Regions from separate parts of the Mus musculus genome. Here region 1 is linked to region 2. Evidence: chromatin contacts called from public HiChIP or PLAC-seq data. All regions are on one chromosome and are shown on one strand. Each heading gives the region's core, a stretch centred on a gene start, on an enhancer-like site or on the middle of the called end of the contact. The rest is flanking DNA. Distances are from core to core; before and after follow the strand shown. Region 1 overlaps Myo10 (myosin X). Region 2 has its middle 66 kb from the start of Myo10.

Region 1 (5,116 bases), core at 2,525-5,024, 180 kb before region 2:
CAGCATCCACCACAACAAAAGGCCGCCACTTAACATCAACAGGCGGCTTGTATTTAAATGTAGCCTTTAGATGCTAACAGCTGAGACCTGCCTTGTCAGGTAACATGCTGTGGCATTTTCCAGCATCCTGTGTTTTCTGCCGGTCTGAAAAACTCACCTACAAATAGAAGTAGCTGAGAATAGTTTAAGCAGTGCACTTTCACAGGGGAGAACAGAAGTGTGAAGATCAAGCGCTTTGGATTGCAAGCTCAGCCTGGCTCCTTTCACCCCATCCATAGCTGGCTAAATGACAGGGTGACCACCTGGTATTTACGCACAGCTTTTTAACAATTGTCTACTTCCTTCCTCAGCCATTAAAAGTTATTTCTGTATATATTCATGCTATATCCCCCAAAGGTTTGAAAAGCCTACAAGGGAGGGCTTTGTCTCAAATCCTGTCTCCTTTACCAAGTCGCTGGACAATAGGGAACTTCCTGCCTAAGTTGATGCAAATAGCTAAACTAATCGTTAAAATTTTCTGTTTTCCCTTAACTCTTGATTCCATGGTGTGAACTTACAATTGCTGAATGAATGAATAACTGACCAATACATTAATAATTCTGGTTGTATTAACAGTTGCTTAATGTTCTTGACATCTCACCACGATGAGAAACAGGGTCCTATAAAAACCAGACCTGAAATGAAAACAGCTCAACGACCATAGAGTGGGCAAGCAGGCTGGGCTAGTCAAGATCAGGTTCCTGAGCCAAACGTACCTGATACAGAAGCTTAGCCTCTGGCCACCACAGTGATTTCCTCTCAGCAAATCACAGAGCTGCTCCCTGGCTGTGGTTCCTCACCAGTATAACCGCATAGATAAAGGGTAATATCCACCTCATGGTTTCATGTTTCTGCCTCAGTATGGGTACTCCTTGCTTCTATATTCTATCCCTTGGGTCACTGGAGAAGAAGCTAAGTCAAGTGCTTCTACAACTGCAGTGTGTTCTCTGTTCACAAATGCGGACATCCGCACACACTGTAATGTGCTTGCTAATGACGTCATGGAGGAGAAACGGCATACCTGCTTTCCCTGAGCAGGTTGAGAAGGTCATCTCTGAATGTGTCTCTGTTCTTTTCCAAGATGCCTCGGACATCATACTGCACCTAAGTAAAAAACGGGTACGAGAAAATGTCATACTCTTAATAAATTATGTTCAAGTTAGGATCTGCCCGGTTTTGTGAGGACCAAGTAAGCAAACATCAATAAACATCCTGTTCTTGCATCTATCCATCATCTATCCATCCACCCATCATCTATCTATGTCTATCCATCTATCAACTATCAATCAATCAATCAATCTATCTATCCTGTTCTTGTATCTATCATCTATCTATTATCTATCTATCTATCTATCTATCATCTATCTATCTATCTATCTATCTATCCTTTTTTGCATCTATGTATGTATGTATGCATGCATGCATGCATGCATGTATGTTGGTCTCATGCAGCACAGAGTCACCTCACACTTACCTCTATAGGCAAGAATGACCTTGAATTTCTGACTGTGGACAAAGCTCCCAGAAAGAAGACAATGTACCTGCTTGGCCTTTCTACAAAGGCTAAGTAGAACTTTAGTGACTGGGAAGAGTTAGCAAGTTATAGGTAGGGGCGTACCTAATTACTAATTGTCTTGGACTATCTTGGCCTCTTTTGTTTGTTTGTTTGGTTGGTTGGTTTGGTTTTTTCGAGACAGGGTTTCTCTGTATAGCCCTGGTTGTCCTGGAACTCACTTTGTAGTCCAGGCTGGCCTCAAACTCAGAAATCTGCCTGCCTCTGCATCCCAAGTGCTGGGATTAAAGACATGCGCCACCACCGCCTGGCTTCTTGGCTTCTTGAATATCCATTATCCTCTCTGTGTGTAACCTAATGTTCTTGTGACTATCCCATGAAATGTTTTGGGATGCGTTTATTTAAGAGACCACTAGCTTCCACCAAGAAGAGAGCTTAAGGGTGTCCTCTGAGGTCGGCAGCAGAGGATTTCTGCTTTCTTTGCTGTACCTCCCCTACCTGGGGCTCTCATCCATGTATCTGAAGAGTGTCTCTATGACCTTCTCTGTTGTGGCACTATAAAATGTCATGAAACTGTTACTATATTGGAACCTTATGCTTGGGGTTCCTAGGAATGGTCATGCATATTTGACTTAAAACTTCCTCTTTCCCCGTTGAGATGAGAGTTGTATTTGTCATTTCTATAACCTTTACCTTCTGATCTTCCTGCTTCCGCTACCCTGGAGTTACAGGTATACATCACCATGCCTGGTGTATGTGGTATTTGGTATCAAGCAAAGGTGTTTTTGTATTTCTAGTAAGTACACTGGCAACTAAGCCCCAGCCCTCAATAACATCTGAAGAAGATATTACCTCTCCTGCATAATGCTTCACGCCAAAATTGTTGACTGCAACGCGGGGTTTCACATAAAAGTGGTTATTCTAATGTTAAAAAAAAACAAAAACATAAAAGCTTTGTTTTACTCCTTGATTCCCTTTTGACTTCTAGAAAAATCCACATTTAACACAAGGCAATCACTGGAAAGCTAGGCGAATATCATCCGAGTTTTGGCATCTGGCAAGGGATGGCCTCCAAACCATTGCTCTCAACTCTTTCATGACAATAGGTTGAACAGTTCGGTTCCCCACTTATGAAATAAATAAACTTGGGTATACTCTGTGCAGGTGCCCCAAAAGCGAACTTTTTTCAGTATAGGTCTAGTAAGGAAGGGAGAGGGCAACTCCAGCTTAAGAGACAGAGAACATTCATGTGGGAGGCATAGAAGAGGGCTCGTCATCTTAATGCTCTCATCTGCTGCTTAGACAAAACCCAAGGGCCGGCGGGGTTTGACTTACAGCATGCTGACTGTGTAGCTTCTCCAACAAAGTGCTGTCTGTGGCTTGAGGAAAATGGCTCTCTTCATTGATCAAGGCGAGGAGGCCAAGTTTCTACAGGGAAGAGAAAACGGTTGAATGAATTAAGTGTGGAATGCCTTGTCTTTTAAACCACTTCAGAGCGCCAACCCATTCTACCTCCTAGCCAACCAATTCCGTCTCCTAGCAAGTCAATACTTAAAAGAGAAACTTCACTGCCGTTTTGGGGGCTTAAAAGATTCAGAATGGTACAGCACAGAGAAAAGCAATGAACTTCATTTTTGTTTGTTTATTTGTTTGTTTGTTTTCGAGACAGGGTTTCTCTGTATAGCCCTGACTGTCCTGGAACTCACTTTGTAGACCAGGCTGCCCTCAAATTCAGAAAGCCGCCTGCTTCTGCCTCTGTCTCTCGAGTGCTGGGATTAAAGGCGTATGCTACCACTCCCGGCTAGCAATGAACTTCTATATAGGACTTTTCAAAAATGGAAGCCATTGAAACGTTATGGTTAAACTTTTACAACCGGCCAGTCGACCAGTCTACAAGGCTTTGCTGGCACTTAGGACCTCACAGAGGCTACTTCACACACACACACACACACACACACACACACACACACACACACACACACACACACAGATTCTAAAATACTGAGCTCAATGAAACAATAGGCTGGAAGCAGCCAAGTGGTTACATTCAACCTCATGGTGCATTGGCGTTCACGTTTCCAAATGGCCCATTGTGTTCTCCACATTCTCATCTTTGATGTGCATGTTTGCACAAGTTATTTTGTTCCCATAAACATGAACCCGCCCAGCTGGACTCCCTGGGGACTGCGAGCATTCATTCTCCAGTTACCCATTACCTTCTCGATCAGGTCTAGACATTCTCCATTGTCTATCCAGTCAATATCTTCCCACACCAATCCCTCCCTGCGGGAAGAAGAGAAGGCCACATGAAATCAAGATTTGCTTACTGATTTTTAAAAAACAATTGTCTTTTGGAGTGGACTCTTGTGTGCTTACCTGCTATATTCTAGTTGTTCTAAGGAAAAAATGTGTTTGTTGAAGTATTCCTGAAGCTTTTCATTTGCATAGTTGATATTGAACTGCTCAAAGTGGTTAACCTAAGGGTGAGATACAGGGAGTAAGTTCTTCAGGACCCCTAATAGTGTGTAGAAAAAGGACAAAGGGCCAGGAGAGAAGAGAAATGTTCTGGGAAAGCCATCCATGGCTGCTCTAAGAACGGGTGGACCAGTCTGGTCTACAAAGTGAGTTCCAGGACAGCCACGACTATACAGAGAAACCCTGTCTCGAAAACAAAAACAACAACAACAACAACAACAAGACAACAACAACAAAGAAACGTGGGGAAGAGTGGCTTCTGAACAGAAGGCGCCTGCCTGCTTGTCCCGCTCTCTGCGCCCGTGCATACCTCGAAGTTTTCAAATCCGAAGATGTCAAGGATGCCGATGGATTTGAAGTCGTCTTTGCCTTTGATCCGGCTGTTGATCTTCTTGATCACCCACTCAAAGCAGCGAGCATAAAGTGCCATGGCCAATGAGTCTCTGCTATCTACGGCCTGGAAGGGGAGAGAAGGCCATGGCGGAAGGCATAACCAACCGGCCCATCCCGCCCCACTGTGGGAAAGATTTGGTTCCCATGGCTAAGTGAATCAATGTCTTCCAGGGAAATAAAAGAAAGGTCAGACCTACATACTGCCTTGACAGATCCATTCATAAAGACCTGCCGTCCAAACTCAACTTCACATGTCCAGTAATAGAAGGGGCTCCAGATCTATATAATGGATGTGTGTGTGTGTGTGTGTGTGTGTGTGTATTATGTATGTGTCTATACACACACACACACACACACACACACATATATATATGTACATATATGCCTATTTGCATAGTTGACATTGAATGTATATATATGTATGTATATATGTATATGTGTGTGTGTGTGTGTATATATATATATATATCATATATTATTTAGGTTTAAATTAAAATTAGGTTTAAACTGGGCGTGGTGGCTCATGCCTCTAATCCCAGCACTCGAGAGGCAGAGACAGGCGGATTTCTGAGTTCGAGGCCAGCCTGGTCTACAAAGTGAGTTCCAGGACAGCCAGGGCTACACAGAGAAACCCTGTCTCGAAAAACAAAACAAACAAAAAATTAGGTTTAAAATATTAAAACCTAGTTTTAAAAT
Region 2 (4,612 bases), core at 780-3,279:
GCCAAAGCCCTGGGGACAGAGTCTGGAGTTGGACGCCTGTCAACCCTAGGACCTGATGACGTCACTTTGTCCTAGTGTTTTGTGTTCCTTCCTTTTGTATGAAGGGATTTTTATCATTTGTTGATCTGCTTTGTTTGGAAGCAAAATGCTGCCCCCCCCCCCCCCCCGCATCCCACCCAAGCCCATATGTTTGAATACTGGCTCCGGAGCTGGTGGTACTGTTTGGGAGTCTGTGTAGTCTTTATGATGTAGGGCTGAGCCTTTGAAGGTCACATCCATTTCTAGCTCTAGCCTCAGCTTTCAGGTTCCTGGTCAGCCATGAAGTAAACCACCACATGCTCCTAGCATCATGGACTTATCTGCTTCTGACCCTAAGTCTTCCCACATGAGGAGCTGGGGTCCTCTGAAGCAGTGAGCTGGTAGAAGTCTTCCCTTTTCTCAGGTGTTTCCGTTGGGTCCCTTGCCACAGACAATTAACACAAAGAATCTAGTTTCTTTGATATAATTTTATCATGCCCATGTGTCCGGGGTGTGCAATTTAATCTGTAAGTTCATAAATGGTGATTTTTGCTTTGCATAAATAAGTTATTCATCGGCCTGTGTCACAGCACGAGCTAGGCGGATGGAGATGTTTACTTATATTATCACTTGGCACATGCACTCAGAATAGAACCGAGCGAATGTTACTTTATATAATGGAGTCACTCTGGGCAGGACACAGCACAGCTGCTTTTCTGTACGATATGGAGTAATCGATAACAGGACAAAGCCTGTTCTCTTCCTTGTCCTTGTGGGACAGGCACTAGAGCAGTGGGGGAGGAAGATCTTATAGAAAGTAAAATGGAAAAAGATACAATGTTTCAAATGGAGGTAAATATTGTAGGAAAGGTTAATTGGTAAGGGTAGTGAGGGATAGTATCATGAGTACTTGTATACACACATATATGTACATGTATATGTATATGTATGTATGTATGTATGCATATGCTAATCTGAGCTGGGAGTGGTGGCACATGACTTTATTCCCAGCATTAGGGAGGCAGAGGCAGACAGATCTGTGAGTTTGAGGCCAGCCTGTTCTTCAGAGTGAGTTCCAGGACAGTGCTACATGAGTCACCCTGTCTTAAAAAACCAAAACCAAAACCAAAACCAAAACCAAAACCAAAACCAAAACCAAAACCCAGCCAACCAACCAAACAAAAAACAGCAATAATAATAATGATAATAATAATAAACCAAACTTACTGAAAAGAATTGTGTTTGGGGTGTCCCAAGGGCAATATTTAAAGTGCCTTAAGTGATGATATGTTGATTGACAAATAGAACACCTAAAGCACCCTGCCCCTTGCCCACCATGAGATCCTGGAAGGGGTTATGTATACAGAAAATAAATAAGAAGCAGCAGAATGAAGGAATAAAATCTCCAACGCTTACTGGGAGAAATCTCCATTGTTCACTGGGGTTTGCTTAGAAGCCCTGGAGCTTTCTGACAGGACCCTAAAGCAGCACGGAAGAGCGTACCTCAGCTTACACTCTGAGGACACACCCAAGCCCTTCCTCTTCTTCTTACCTGAAGAGAAGCAGTCTTAACCCAAGCAGGGAAAGGAACTGGATGGGGAAGCAGTTAATTCTGTCCAGAGAGGCTACCCCAGGATTCTTGTTTATTCATTCCACAAATGTTTATTCTGTTCTGAGTCACGAAGACTTCTGGAAACCATTGGTGGAGGGACAAGATGCCATCCTCCTGGAAAAGATGAAGTACGGGGGCGGGGGGGGGGCAGGGTGACACTTAAAAAATTCCTCTGAAGTGTGAGGGCCTATTGCGAGTGCCCTGGTCCTGAGCTGAGAGTCCAGATAGCTTGGATTGGCATTGTACTCAGACAGCCCAAGCAGTTGGACCACTTTGTACCTCAGTTTCTATGTTTGCGAAATGGAAATTAAAAATGGTCTCATCTATCCCACAAGGATAGACCATGCTCTATAAAGATTGCTAAGCTATTTTGAAACCACAGAGACTTTCTATAACGAAAGGACAAGCTAACTTCCTTAAAAGGTGTCTCTCTTATGGCCTCAGGGACGAGAAGAATCCGTGTACAGCTGTGTACACCTTTCTCCTCTGAATGCTTCCGTGTAGACCAATGAATTGCCTCATCTTTGTTATCAGTCCTTGCTTGGGAATGGAGAGAGTTTACAGACAAACCTTTTTTAAAAATTTGAGGTAGGAGAGGAAAGATCACAGGGTGAGGAGGGGTCTTGGCTTTCTTTGCTGGTAGATCAACATCCTCATTCCAGCTCTCTCCTTTGAAGTAATACAATAGGCTTGTGATCCCACCTCCTGGCGGGGCTGGGGGTGGGGGAGGTCAACACAGTGTCAGCAAGGATGGTCCCACATTCCTACCTCCTCCCCACCCTGGGTTCCTCCTCCTGTGAGCCATGAGATTAGATATCTTCACTTTTGACCCATGGATTGAATGACTTATACCCACGTCACAGGGGACTGACCAGGGCAGAAGGGAACTTGAATGGCCTTTTGCTATCTGGACAAGTCTGTTGGTAGAAGCTAAAGAATCAAACTAAATAGGCTTTTGTCTGAGTTGCTACAGAGGGTAGAGCAAGAAGATAGGGGAGAAAGGGAGGGAAAAAGAGAGGAAAAAAATTAATATACATACATACAGACAGACATGTATGCTTATTTATGTATTCACATGCATATTTGGTCACCAAGGGACACTATTATGTTGTTTGCGACAGGTGAATGGATCTGGAAATCATCACATTAAGTGAATCCAAGCCAGCTAACATGGCATTATCACAATTTTTCTCTTACACAGACTTTTTAAAATGTTTTATTTTTATTTGTGTCTATGTGTCTTTGTGCCTGTAAGTGTGTATGTAACATGTGTGTAAGTCCCCACAGAGATCAGAAAATGGTATCAGACACTTTGGAACTGCAATTACAGGCAGTTATGAGATTCTTGGCACAGGGATGGAAATCAAACTCAGATCTTCATGAGTGCTGGGATAATAACTCAGGTCCTCGTGCCTGTGCAGATAAAACAATACCACTAAGTCTTTCCCTCGACCTGCTACATTTAACACAAGCCAACATCATCATCATTGTCGTCATCATCGTCATCATCGTCTTAATCTTTTTCAGCACCATCCCAGTAGTGTTCCTGAATTCACAAAGTTCCACAGTGTGGCCCTGTGTTCTGCATCTCCTCTGGTGGTTCCGGGCAAAACCAATACCCTGGCTCAGGGAGGGTAGGGCAAAGTCCAGGACCGAGGTCCGAGATCCGCAGGCCAGGTTTCCCTTTGGGACGTCAGAGTGCTGCTGGACTCCAGCCAGGAAGGAAGAGCAGGGATGGAACCAGCAGGATCCCATCTGGTTGGGAGTAGAGCCTGCCTGAGGGCAGGAGAAGAGAGATGGCCTTCTTCGGGAGTCTTGGTGTTATGGCTCCTTTAGGCAAAGGCCTTCCCCTTGGCGATCTTTAAGGAAACAGCTCTCCGAGATGATCTTAGCTTGTTTGCAGTTCTTTATTGGGAGTGGGTAATATGAATGCACATGAATAATTTATTCAGGGTGAATCGGGGATTATATAATTTGGAGGGACGGCGTGAGAATACCCAGGAAGGGATGGGCTGAAGGCTAAGACTATTGGGATGCCTCATGGAGAAGTGGGCCAGTTGTGCTACGTGACTGATTGCCCGTGGTTACATGCTCCAGAGCAGGCTTGGAGGCAGGGAGGGAGCAGCCCTACTCTGTCTCAAATCTCTGAGATTCACAGGGTTTGAGCACGCTCCACCTCACCAATCCCATGGCCATCTGGTAGCACGGTCCATGCGCCCTACAGCAAAGCACCGCTACCACCTCCCACAAAATCGTTATCAAGAGCTCTGGTCATGCAGCTCTGAAGGGCCACTTGAGCCTGTGTGTGACAGCTACTAGAGTCACATTGACACCGTGGCCTTCTCCTAACACTCTAGCACACATCATTTCCAATTTTGATTAATATCTTAAATTTAAACTTCACTTCCCCTTAAGAATTTCCCTTAGGATTATGGACTGTCCTTTCTCTGTCATGTTTCCAGAAAATTCATGGCCTGTGGGACACCAGGAGTTGAAATCTGTCAACATGGCCTGATCTTTGAGGAGAGTTCTGGAGACTTTAATTAGCCACTTAGCCTAGTTTCTTTACTTAGTACCTTGCCAGCGCCTTGAGTTCATCCTAGTGACCTGAATTCTCATCAGGAATTTTGGAGGGAGAATGAAAACATCAACCCGCCAGCCTCTCACTATTTTCTTGTTTTGGTTTGGTTAGAAAAGAAAATCAAGACAATCAACTATCCTTCCCCTTATATGCAAGGAACAAACATCTATCAGAAGACTACTTTTTCTTATGAAAACCTTCGCAGTCATCATTTCTGTTGACAGGCAAAGAAGTTAGACAACCTGTGTCAGGCCACTGAGCTGGGTGACTGCAGAACTGGGACTCCAGCAGGCAGTGGGCACCAGAGCCCACCCCTAACCACTGGGGACAGTGCTCAGCAGGCAGTTTGGCACCAGAGCCCACTCTAACCACGAGGGACAGTGCTCAGCAGGCAGTGGGCA

Evidence for each region. HiChIP or PLAC-seq counts read pairs in DNA pulled down with a chosen protein or histone mark.
Region 1: an H3K27ac HiChIP or PLAC-seq map of extraembryonic endoderm stem cells shows a contact between it and region 2. The contact joins two enhancer-like sites. A contact is called at or near these places in 1 of 15 datasets of contacts at CTCF or cohesin (the NIH/3T3 cell line), 1 of 484 Hi-C or Micro-C datasets (extraembryonic endoderm stem cells) and 2 of 115 datasets of contacts at active chromatin or transcription factors (embryonic stem cells and extraembryonic endoderm stem cells).

What each region holds. Positions count from the first base shown.
Region 1 is chr15:25,735,314-25,740,429 of GRCm38.p6, reverse strand. Myo10 (myosin X) reads right to left here. Exons shown (of 41, transcript NM_019472.2): 12 at 4,338-4,484; 13 at 3,929-4,029; 14 at 3,769-3,835; 15 at 2,888-2,980; 16 at 2,405-2,473; 17 at 1,061-1,143. Among named protein-coding and RNA genes, the nearest start is that of Retreg1, 110 kb to the left of the region's middle. Within about 2 kb of position 3,774, at least 5 of the 459 cell types and tissues checked have an H3K27ac peak or open chromatin away from gene starts, as enhancers often do. A contact at or near this core is called in extraembryonic endoderm stem cells, where this site is marked.
Region 2 is chr15:25,553,833-25,558,444 of GRCm38.p6, reverse strand. No RefSeq gene overlaps it. Among named protein-coding and RNA genes, the nearest start is that of Myo10, 66 kb to the left of the region's middle. Within about 2 kb of position 2,029, at least 14 of the 459 cell types and tissues checked have an H3K27ac peak or open chromatin away from gene starts, as enhancers often do. A contact at or near this core is called in extraembryonic endoderm stem cells, where this site is marked.